2 separate regions of the Mus musculus genome follow, and region 2 is linked to region 1. A link is a contact called in public HiChIP or PLAC-seq data. All regions are on one chromosome and are shown on one strand. Each heading gives the region's core, a stretch centred on a gene start, on an enhancer-like site or on the middle of the called end of the contact. The rest is flanking DNA. Distances are from core to core; before and after follow the strand shown. Region 1 holds the start of Ndufb2 (NADH:ubiquinone oxidoreductase subunit B2). Region 2 has its middle 22 kb from the start of Gm52860.

The links. HiChIP or PLAC-seq counts read pairs in DNA pulled down with a chosen protein or histone mark.
Region 2: a contact with region 1 is called in an H3K27ac HiChIP or PLAC-seq map of epiblast stem cells. The contact joins the enhancer-like site here to the promoter of Ndufb2 in region 1. A contact is called at or near these places in 4 of 39 promoter capture datasets (frontonasal cranial neural crest, macrophages, maxillary cranial neural crest and 1 more), 7 of 115 datasets of contacts at active chromatin or transcription factors (embryonic limb bud, embryonic stem cells, epiblast stem cells and 3 more) and 3 of 9 other capture datasets (adipose tissue, liver and pancreatic islet).

What each region holds. Positions count from the first base shown.
Region 1 is chr6:39,590,681-39,595,397 of GRCm38.p6, reverse strand. It overlaps Ndufb2 (NADH:ubiquinone oxidoreductase subunit B2), which reads right to left and starts at 2,833. Exons shown (of 4, transcript NM_001358797.1): 1 at 2,686-2,833. The coding sequence starts at 2,783.
Region 2 is chr6:39,446,116-39,450,832 of GRCm38.p6, reverse strand. No RefSeq gene overlaps it. Among named protein-coding and RNA genes, the nearest start is that of Gm52860, 22 kb to the left of the region's middle. Within about 2 kb of position 2,857, at least 123 of the 459 cell types and tissues checked have an H3K27ac peak or open chromatin away from gene starts, as enhancers often do. A contact at or near this core is called in embryonic stem cells, epiblast stem cells, extraembryonic endoderm stem cells and 3 more, where this site is marked.

The DNA of each region.
Region 1 (4,717 bases), core at 1,584-4,083:
ACTACATCCCCTTGAGATAGGATCTTCTTGACAGTGTCCTGCAGCACTGGGGTTATATGCAGATGGCAACTCCTGGCTCTCCCTCTGGGTGCTGGCATCCAAACTCAAGTTCTGCCCGCCCCGCCCCCCCACCCCACCCCCGTTCTTACCCACTGAACCAGCTCTTCAGCCCTGGTGGTTGTTGACCAGCTGGGACTGTTTCTATTATTCCCTCCCATTCTGAAAGATCGCTAGCTAGCTCTTCAGTATTCACCACGTGCACCGCGCTGGACTTTATGGCTGTTGTCTGAACTTTATAAGACACCTTTATGTGACAGATGCTGACTTACAGTTTTACAAATGTGATCATAAGCATTTTGATGACAAAGCCCAAGAATGTTGCCTACAAGCGAATAACATTAAATAATTTTGTTTTTATTTTCCATTTTATTAACTAAAGACCTAACTCTTGTGCTTGGGGTATAGCACGATGATATAGTACTTGCCTAACAGGGGTTTGGTCCCAAGTGACACACACACATATACACACACAGACACAAACCATAACCCTCCGTTGAAATTCCAACCAGCTAAAGTTGTCTTGGTGATAAAGATCTATTTTTGTGTAAGTGTTTGCCCAGCTGATAGCATGTCCAGTTGGAAGGCTCTGAATGAGATCTTAGTTATCGATGGTGTGAGAGGTGATTTTTAACGAGGCAACCTCGCCATGTGGCCCAGGCTGTCCTTGAATTCACTATTTAGCCCAAGTTGGCCAGGGACTCATCATCCTTCTGCCTCTGCCTCCTGCACGCTGAGATTAAAGGAATGCCATCACCATGCTCTAGTCCTTTATAGACAGGATCTCCCTGTGTAGGCCAGGCTGGCCTCAAACTCCTGGTCCTCTGACAAGGCCTCCCCACAGCATGTTCACCTGTTCCTTTTAGCCATTCTGTCAGCTGTCATTGCTTCACAACTTAAAGAACATAGCAGAGCCGCTTCTGTAATTCCCTTGTTTGCCAACTGTATTTAACAGTTATTACCCAAGATCTACCTGTGCAGCCAGACCATAGTGGCACACACCTTTAATCCCAGGACTCTGGAAGCAGAGGCAGGCAGATCTCTGCGAGTTTGAAGACAGCCTGATCTACAAAGTGAGCTCCAGGGTAGTCAGGGGTACACAGAGAAACCCTGTCCCCAAAAGGGGTGGGGGGAGGAAAGGAGGAAGGCAAAATCTCAATAAACACTTGTGTGTCATGCTTCAGCCAGACTAAGTGCACTGTGGCAATCTAGATACCCTGAGGGGTCTCCCAATTAAAATAAACATGATGCTAAAATGAAATAAATAAAAGGTCCTTTTTCAAGTATCAGTAACTGGGGGGCTGGTGAGATGGCTCAGTGGGTAAGAGCACCCGACTGCTCTTCCGAAGGTCCAGAGTTCAAATCCCAGCAACCACATGGTGGCTCACAACCATCCGTACACGAGATCTGACTCCCTCTTCTGAAGTGTCTGAAGACAGCTACAATGTACTTTCATATAATAAATAAATAAATCTTAAAAAAAAAAAAAAAAGTATCAGTAACTGAGCACAAATGCCTGGGAAGCCAGTACTGAAGCTGGCATTCACAGGGATCCCACTCTGACGACTCAGAGACCCAAGACAAGTGGTCTATCATTAGACTCCTGAATCAAGCTGTAGCCCCATAATGAAAGGGCGAAAAGTAATAATAAATCAACGAGAAGGAAACTGAAACTTAGTTACCAGAAGCCAAACTTCAGGTAAGTTTCCACCTGAACTATTGCTGGGTTGGACCTTTTGTGGCCCAAAAACCCAAACCAAGGGCTGGGAACTTAGATGAATAGTGGAACCCTTCTTCCCCCGTTGGAGGTAAGGGAAATCCAAGCTAAGTAGTGAAACTGGACGGGAAGCATCCCCAAAACGGTATGAAGATCTTAAAAGAAATCTCGGTGGACAAAACCTGCCAGGTTATATGCGAGCGAGAGAGAGACAGAGACAGAGAGACAGAGACAGACAGAGACTGAGAGACAGATCAATACAACAAAATAAAGCTATAAGTATTACAAATCTCGGGTGGAGAGAAGGCAAAATGAGTAAGACACAGCATCCAATCTAGGATTTAAAGTGCCAAATCTAAACACTGACTTGGGGGCGCACGCCTTTAATCCCAGCACTCCGAAAGCAGAGACAGGAGGATCACTAATGAGTTCCAGGTCAGTCGAGGCTACACAGTGAGGCTCAAAAAAAGTGCCAAATTTTAATCGTAAAAATGTACCTAATGGTGAAAAGAACAGACTATACTACCTTACTGACTCAAGGTCTCCGTGTCTGCCCTGCCTGGACCCGTCTTGTCTCTGAGCCCATCTCCACCCGTCTCCATGCGCTCGGGACCTCCACTAGCCAGCTGCTTGGAAGGCTCAGTCCGGGAGACTGTGCGGGACTGGATTCTTATCACTCGGGTCTTAGTTAACGCCTCTCTCCCGCAACCCTGCGCCATCCCTTCACCTCTAGCCCACCAAGCCGACTAAAAGGCCAGTCTCGGTCCAGGCAAAACTACAAGACCCAGCATGCCTCGGGCGGCAGCGGAGTTTCACGCACCCTCCCGGGCGACTGCTTCAAGGTGACAGCGTCCGGATGGCAGCGCTGCCTGTTCAAGCCGGCCGAACCCTCGCCCCCGCCCGACACTCACTGACGGACTCCACTGTCTCCAGCCGCCCGCGCGCGGCAGCCCCGGAGCAGGCGGCCTCCGACGCGGCCGAAAGGTACCAGACGGGTGAGCGCAGACATACTAGCAAGACTGCAGTTCCCACCCCTGATGCGTCACTTCCCCGAGTCCCGGCCCGTGACGTCACTGCGTCGCACTGCGTCTCTACCCGGGCTGATGGTAGGCCACAGGGGACAAGTTCAAGCCATTGGCGGACCTTAGAGGCTCCAGGTTAACGGGCAGATAGGTCGTCCTTCAGGAGGAGCCCTGGCTGCCTCGTGGCACAGCCTGGCAAGGTGCTCTTGGCTGACCTTACTGCTGCTCCCTGCTTTGGCTCATATAGACGGTGCTTTCATGCATGTTCTTGCCACTGTGGGCCCTTGTTAAAGGCCTAAGCCCTTTCTGAACCACGCAATGTTTATTTTATAACATCGCAATGTTTATTTTATAGCATCGTTGTTTCAGCATTGTTCTGAATGACTAATCAGCCAGGGTGTTAAATTTCAGAACCTGGACTGGTGGCACGGGAATCACCTGAGGAACCCAACCCGGCACACTCGGAATAAGTCGGCCAGGAACATGGGGGAAAGTTCCTAACGCCTCGAGCCTTAGCCAATTCGAGGTTTTTTGGCATTTCCTCTTGTTATTAATGTAATAAGCAAGCAGAAAAATAAGGACATGAGGGCAGTCCAGTTAAGATGCAACACCAAGATGGCAACAAATCGAGACCTGACTTCAGCCGTAGAAATGTACTCGCAGTGGGAGCTGTAACACAAATAGATGCACGTAGACGCGCAGATGCGCTCAGTCTCCGGCCATTAGTGGGGAGGGAATATGAATTTTCAAGCTCATCCTCATAAAACAAGACATACATATCTGTTCCGAGTTACTAGGTCTATAGGATAGCCTACTGTCATCTTTCCAGAAAAACTAATTTTTTCACTCACTTCAGATTTCCTTCAAGAAACAAAGGCTCCACTGGCTATTAAAATAGTCCGCCTTCCTCGGCCTGCTTTTTTCTCTCAGTATTGCCTCTGTTGAAATCTGGATAGACTCCAAACCTAAGACTACTCCTAACCCCAAGAGGTTGTGAGAAACGGACTTTTTTCTATAAACAGTAGCTAGCACACCAACAGTCAATACTCTAATAATCTCCACCTTGTAAAATTATTCAAGTATTTTAATCATCTGGAAAACCTGTTTACACAAAGGCCTTCCATTCTGACGACAAGAGCTATGGACCCCTTCCTTCCCTCCTTCCTTTGCATCTATTAGGAACTATCCAACCATGGCAGAGTCTGAGGTCGCACTCTACCAATAGGATGAGACACAGTCATCACCTGTATTAGAATAACAACTGAACTTCCCGCCCTAGTGTGCTTGCAAGGCCACTGTAAGTTATGGCACATTTTACCAAAAGAAAAATTAATAATAATAATAATAATATGTTGCTTTGCAGGATTACTTTCGCTATGATCTAGTGGGTAGGGGTGTGTGTGATACCAAGAATATTGATTCCAACAAGGTCTTCCCTGGTACATTATGGTTTGGGTTGGTTGATTTGAAGAACATGCAGTTTTAGGTTATAACATTAGTGTACCAACATCACATATTAGAAATTTGCTATGATGTTTCATATTCAAGAGTCAAGTACTCATCAAGGCCAGACTTGAATTTAGTGACTTGGAAGCATCAAATATGACTGATAATTTGCCTTCTGTGCCCATATGTGGGCCTCTTTGCCCTTTTATGTAACAGGAAACCTGTCCTAGGAGTCAAACCCAAGGGAGACCTTGAGTGTTGTTATGTGTGGGCTCACATGTACCATGGCATAAATGTGGTGATCAGAGCACAGTCAATCAAGAGATTATTCTCTTCTTCTGCCATCTGAGATCCAGGCTTCCATTATTTTATTTGTGTGTGTGTGTGTGTGTGTGTGTTGCCACTGCATCCACGCAGTCAGAGGAAATCTGCAGGAATTGGTTCTCCTTTGTCATGCAGGTCCCATGAACTCAGA
Region 2 (4,717 bases), core at 1,608-4,107, 140 kb after region 1:
TGACCTATGATAAATGACTTTGGCTCTCCAAGGCTTACATACCTTTTGGGGTATTGTCTTTGTAATGGGAGAAAATTTAAGATTCTTGGCTGTGGTATGGTGGTACATGTCTGTCACCCCAGGAACTGGTAGGTGGATCAGGAAAGGGCAGGAGTTCAAAGCCACCTTCAGTCTCAGAATGAGGTCAAGGTCAGACTGAGTTATCTGAGTCCCTTTCTCAAAAAATAATCCATCATTCTTGGCTTGCATTTGAATTTGAGTAAATTGTTTAGATTCCTACTACTATTAGTGTAGAATTATGTGAGCCTGTAGTGGCCAAGCAGTAGTGTAAACCTTTGATCCCAGCACTTGGGAGGGAGAGGCAGAGAGATCTCTGAGTTTGAAGCCAGCCTGGTCCAGTTTTCTCTCTCTGTCTCTCTGTCTGTCTCTGTCTCTCTCTCTCTTCCTCCCTCTTTCTCTCTCTCTCCTTCCCTCCTTCTTTCTCTCCCTCTCTCTTCCTCTCTCCCCCTCCCCTCTCCTCTCTCCCCTCTCCCCTCTTCCCTCTCCCCTTTTCTCTCCCCTCCCCTCTCCCCTCTCCCTCTGTCTGCCTGCAAGCTCTTTCTCTCTCCCCTCTCCCTCCCCATGGCAATTTCCCTTGCCTCAGTCTTCAGGGCCAGTGAACTCACCCAGCTGAGAGCAGCTTCCCAATAAACCTACATTTATTATAATCTAATCTGATTTGAATTGGCTCATTTCACCAGAAGAGAAATAACTTCTCAGAGACAATGGAACTTAGGGTCCAGTCCCAGCAAGACCCTGCCCATCTCAGCTGCATATGCTCTGGGGATCAAAGCCTTCTGCCTTCCAGACCCTGTGGAGCAAAGTCTCCCTGCTTGATGACCTGTATTGGTTTATGGCAGCGTTCTAGAGCCTGGAAGTAATCAGCCATCCTTTGCATCAGAAGCCGCCATCCTTTCCCCACTGTTGCTCTCGTTGCTGTGTGACTGTTTAAAAGCACACTGTACTTGCCACTCAACTGTATCCTCTCTGGAATTCATTGTGCTTCCGCCCATGGACGTTTCCCTTTCTAATAAACATGTTTGTTCAGCTCTCTAGTGTACAGACACCTATAAGACACAATCCTATGGAATCACAGACAAGAACCATCACAATTGTGTGTCTTATTCTGTATCTGCTCTAATTAACCTGACAGAGGATGGACATTTGGCTGATGTAACAATCCCTATTCTGAGAAACCCCCGGACTTCAAAGAGAAGAGACAAATGCTTTCCCCTCCTTTTTATAGAAACCCTTTTTTGTTTGTTTCGAGACAGGGTTTATCTGTGTAGCTTTATCTGTCCTGGAACTTGCTCTGTACACAAGGATAGCCTCGAACTCACAGAAATCCCCCGGCCTCTGCCTCCGTGTACTGGAATTAAAGGCATATCCTACCACTGCCAGGCTCAGAAACCTTTTAATAAAAGTGAAATTTGGGGAAAGCAGTGAAGACTTGCAGACCTGCTGGCACCGGATTAAACATTAGTTGCAGCAGGGTGTTTTGTGGGCTTGAGTTGGTTTTATTATGAGAGCGAAACAATGTATCAGAGGCAGCAACAGTATCAGAAAGCTTTAAGATGCTCTAACTCTTCATCCAAAAAATACGAGGTCCTCATTTGTGCCGGACAAGCCACGCATTGTGATGAGGGTTCCCAGGGTTTTTGTTTTTGTTTGTTTGGGTTTTGTTTTGTTTTGTTTGTTTGTTTGTTTGTTTGTTTGTTTGTTTTTCTTTCAAGACAGAGTTTCTCTGTGTAGCCCTGGCTGTCCTGGAACTCAGAAATCCACCTGCCTCTGCCTCCCAAGTGCTGGGATTAAAGGCGTGTGCCACCACTGCCCGACAGGTTCCTAAGCCTTTTAACCTGTGCATGATTGCTGTTGTGGGCCACATAGGCAAGATGGACACACCCTGACTGTGCTCAACAACCCAGATTTATGGATGTACCATGACCAAGAGTTCCCAATTTTGAAGTGCTGGCCTCTGCAGCTCCTTGTGCTTTGCAGAGTGAGTATATCTGCCAGTGGGACAACATGAAGTATGTCAGCACGTGCTGACCTACACGTTCTGATGGGACGGACTATACACAGCTCTCTAGTACTGAGAAGTTATTTCTCCGCCAGTGAAATGAGCCAATTCAAACCAGATTAGATTATATTAAATGCAGGTTTATTGAGAAACTACTCTCAGCTGGGTGACTTCACTGGCCCTTAGGACTGAGGCCAGGGATGTCACCATGAGAAGGGAAAGAGAGGGGACGGAGAAGAGAAAGAAAGAGCACATGTGCAGAGAGGAGAGAGAGAGAGAGAGAGAGAGAGAGAGAGAGAGAGAGAGAGAGAGAGAGAGAGAGAGAAAGCCAGAGCCTGCCTGTCTGGATTATACAGGGAAGAACCTCTGAGAAAATGGCAGACGACCATGCCCTGGCCTGGGAAGTTCAGGGTTGGGGACAGGGTATGCCAGGAAGGAACTGAGGGATGCTGGGAGAACCTGGAGGCCAGGTCTGCTTTGATATGTAAAATATACATCTCAATTCCTTGTTCCAGGTATGAAGCCAAACCAATATAGTCTGGGACTCTGCTTACTATGGTCCGGTGCTCTACAGAGCTAAAACAATGATCTTCCCAAAATTAACTGTTCCTAAGAAAGCCTGCTAGGGGAAAGAAAGGGCTACAATCCTTGCTGTTGTTTTGTTATTTCCTCTAGTTGTTACAGTAACAACTCCAGTGGAGGAGAGCTTCTCCAGCAAGCTGAGCTGCCTACGAGTCATGCAGGGAGCTTCAGGAGGCAGCGTGTGTGAGTCACCAGTGCACTGGGATGATGGGGCAGGCTTTTCAGTGATGCAGCTGACTTTGAGTCATTCTCCTCCGTGTTCCCATTCACCCACATCCCTATAAGGAAGCCCTCACCCACACTGCTGAAACTCACCCCAGGAAACTAAGCCAGACTTGGATAGAAAGGTTCCTTTGGTCTCTTGACAGTGTGATACCTGAGATAATAGATGTTTGTCACATCAGAAAAAGTTACACAACAACTTAGTTCAGCAAGAGGAGAAATGTGCCTGGTGCCTGGTAGGGAGAACATTTCCATATTTCCTCTTTTTTATAAAATTGTTCTTTTTTCTTTTTTTTTTTTTTTTTTTAGAAATGGGTTGCAGGACTAGAAAGATGACTCAGCAGTTTAGTGCTGGCTACTCTTACAAAGGATCTGGGAGATGATTTGGATTCAGTTCCCTGGACCCAAGTGACAGGTAACAACAGTCTGTAATTCCTGTCCCAGGGGATCAGATGTCCTCTTCTCGCCTCTGCTGCTACCTTGGAAGCATATGGTGCACAGACAATACATGCAGGCAAAAAACACACATACACATAAAAATAAATAAATAAATAAACATGCATTCACATAAAAATAAATAAAAATTTAAGACCTATTAAAATAGTATTTTGGGGACTATTAAATATTTCGTAAAATATTGAAATGAAGTGACTTGTTTGTGCTAAGTTGATAATGGGCTTGCAGAGCATGCGTGAAGGCCTGGGTTTGATCTCCAGCACTGCGGAGACCAGGCCCAGGCGTGATGATGCATGTTAATAATTCCAGTGACCAGTGACATGGGTCTTTTTTTTTTTAATAGGATGATGGGACTCTTCTCCAAACAGTTGTGTCTGATCTAGGGACTTTGGGTCACTGAAGCTCAACCTGAGAGAATAGCTGAGTTTCTTTGTCACAGGCTCTTGTTGGAGTGTGCAGAGCAAGCTTTATTAAGAATTACAGAGGTGGGGGATGGTGTCACATTCCTTTGATCCTAACCCTGGCAAGGGCAAGGCCTGATGGGTCCCTACAGAGAGTTCCAGACCAGCTAACTAAAGGCTGCTGTAGTGAGATCCTGTCTCTTAAAAAAAAAAAAAAAAAAAAATATATATATATATATATATATATATGTATATATATATATATATATATATATATATATATATAGAGAGAGAGAGAGAGAGAGAGAGAGAGAGAGAGAGAAAGAGAAAAGGGAGAGCCGGGCGTGGCTGAGTTCGAGGCTAGCCTGTTCTACAAAGTGAGTTCCAGGACAGCCAGGGCTACACAGAGAAACCCTGTCTCGAAAAAGTAAAAAAAAAAAAAGAAAAGAAAAAAGAGAGAGCCATGATACTTGTTCTATGGGTTTTTTTTTCCTGTTCATATAATATATATAGTACACAGTGCTCCCATACATATATGCCCGCACCCCAGAAGAGGGCACCAGATCCCATTATAGAGGGTTGTGAGCCACCCAGTGGTTGCTAAGAATTGAACCCAGGACCTCTCGAAAAGCTTGCATAATTCTCCGTGACTCCACAGGCTCAGCCAACAGAGGGTCCGACCCTCTATTCTTATTCCCTGGCTCAACCAGGAAATCGCCTGTGATCTGTCCGTGCACTGCCCAGTTCCTCTGCTCAAAGCCCCTTCTGCGCGGCTGTGTCTGGTTAGCGGCAGAGCTCGACTATCTGGCGGATCTTGGTCTCTATGGGTGACCCAGGCACAGTTGATCATTCGCAGCTCCCTTTGTTTTCAAGAGGATTAAGGAGCTCCCTTTTTTTTTTTTTTTTTTTTTTTTTTTTGTTCTACTCTCCGGAACTGGGTGGAGGCTTCAGGTTAAAAGCCTTTTTAGTTTGTTTTTGTTTTGTTTTGTTTTTTGTG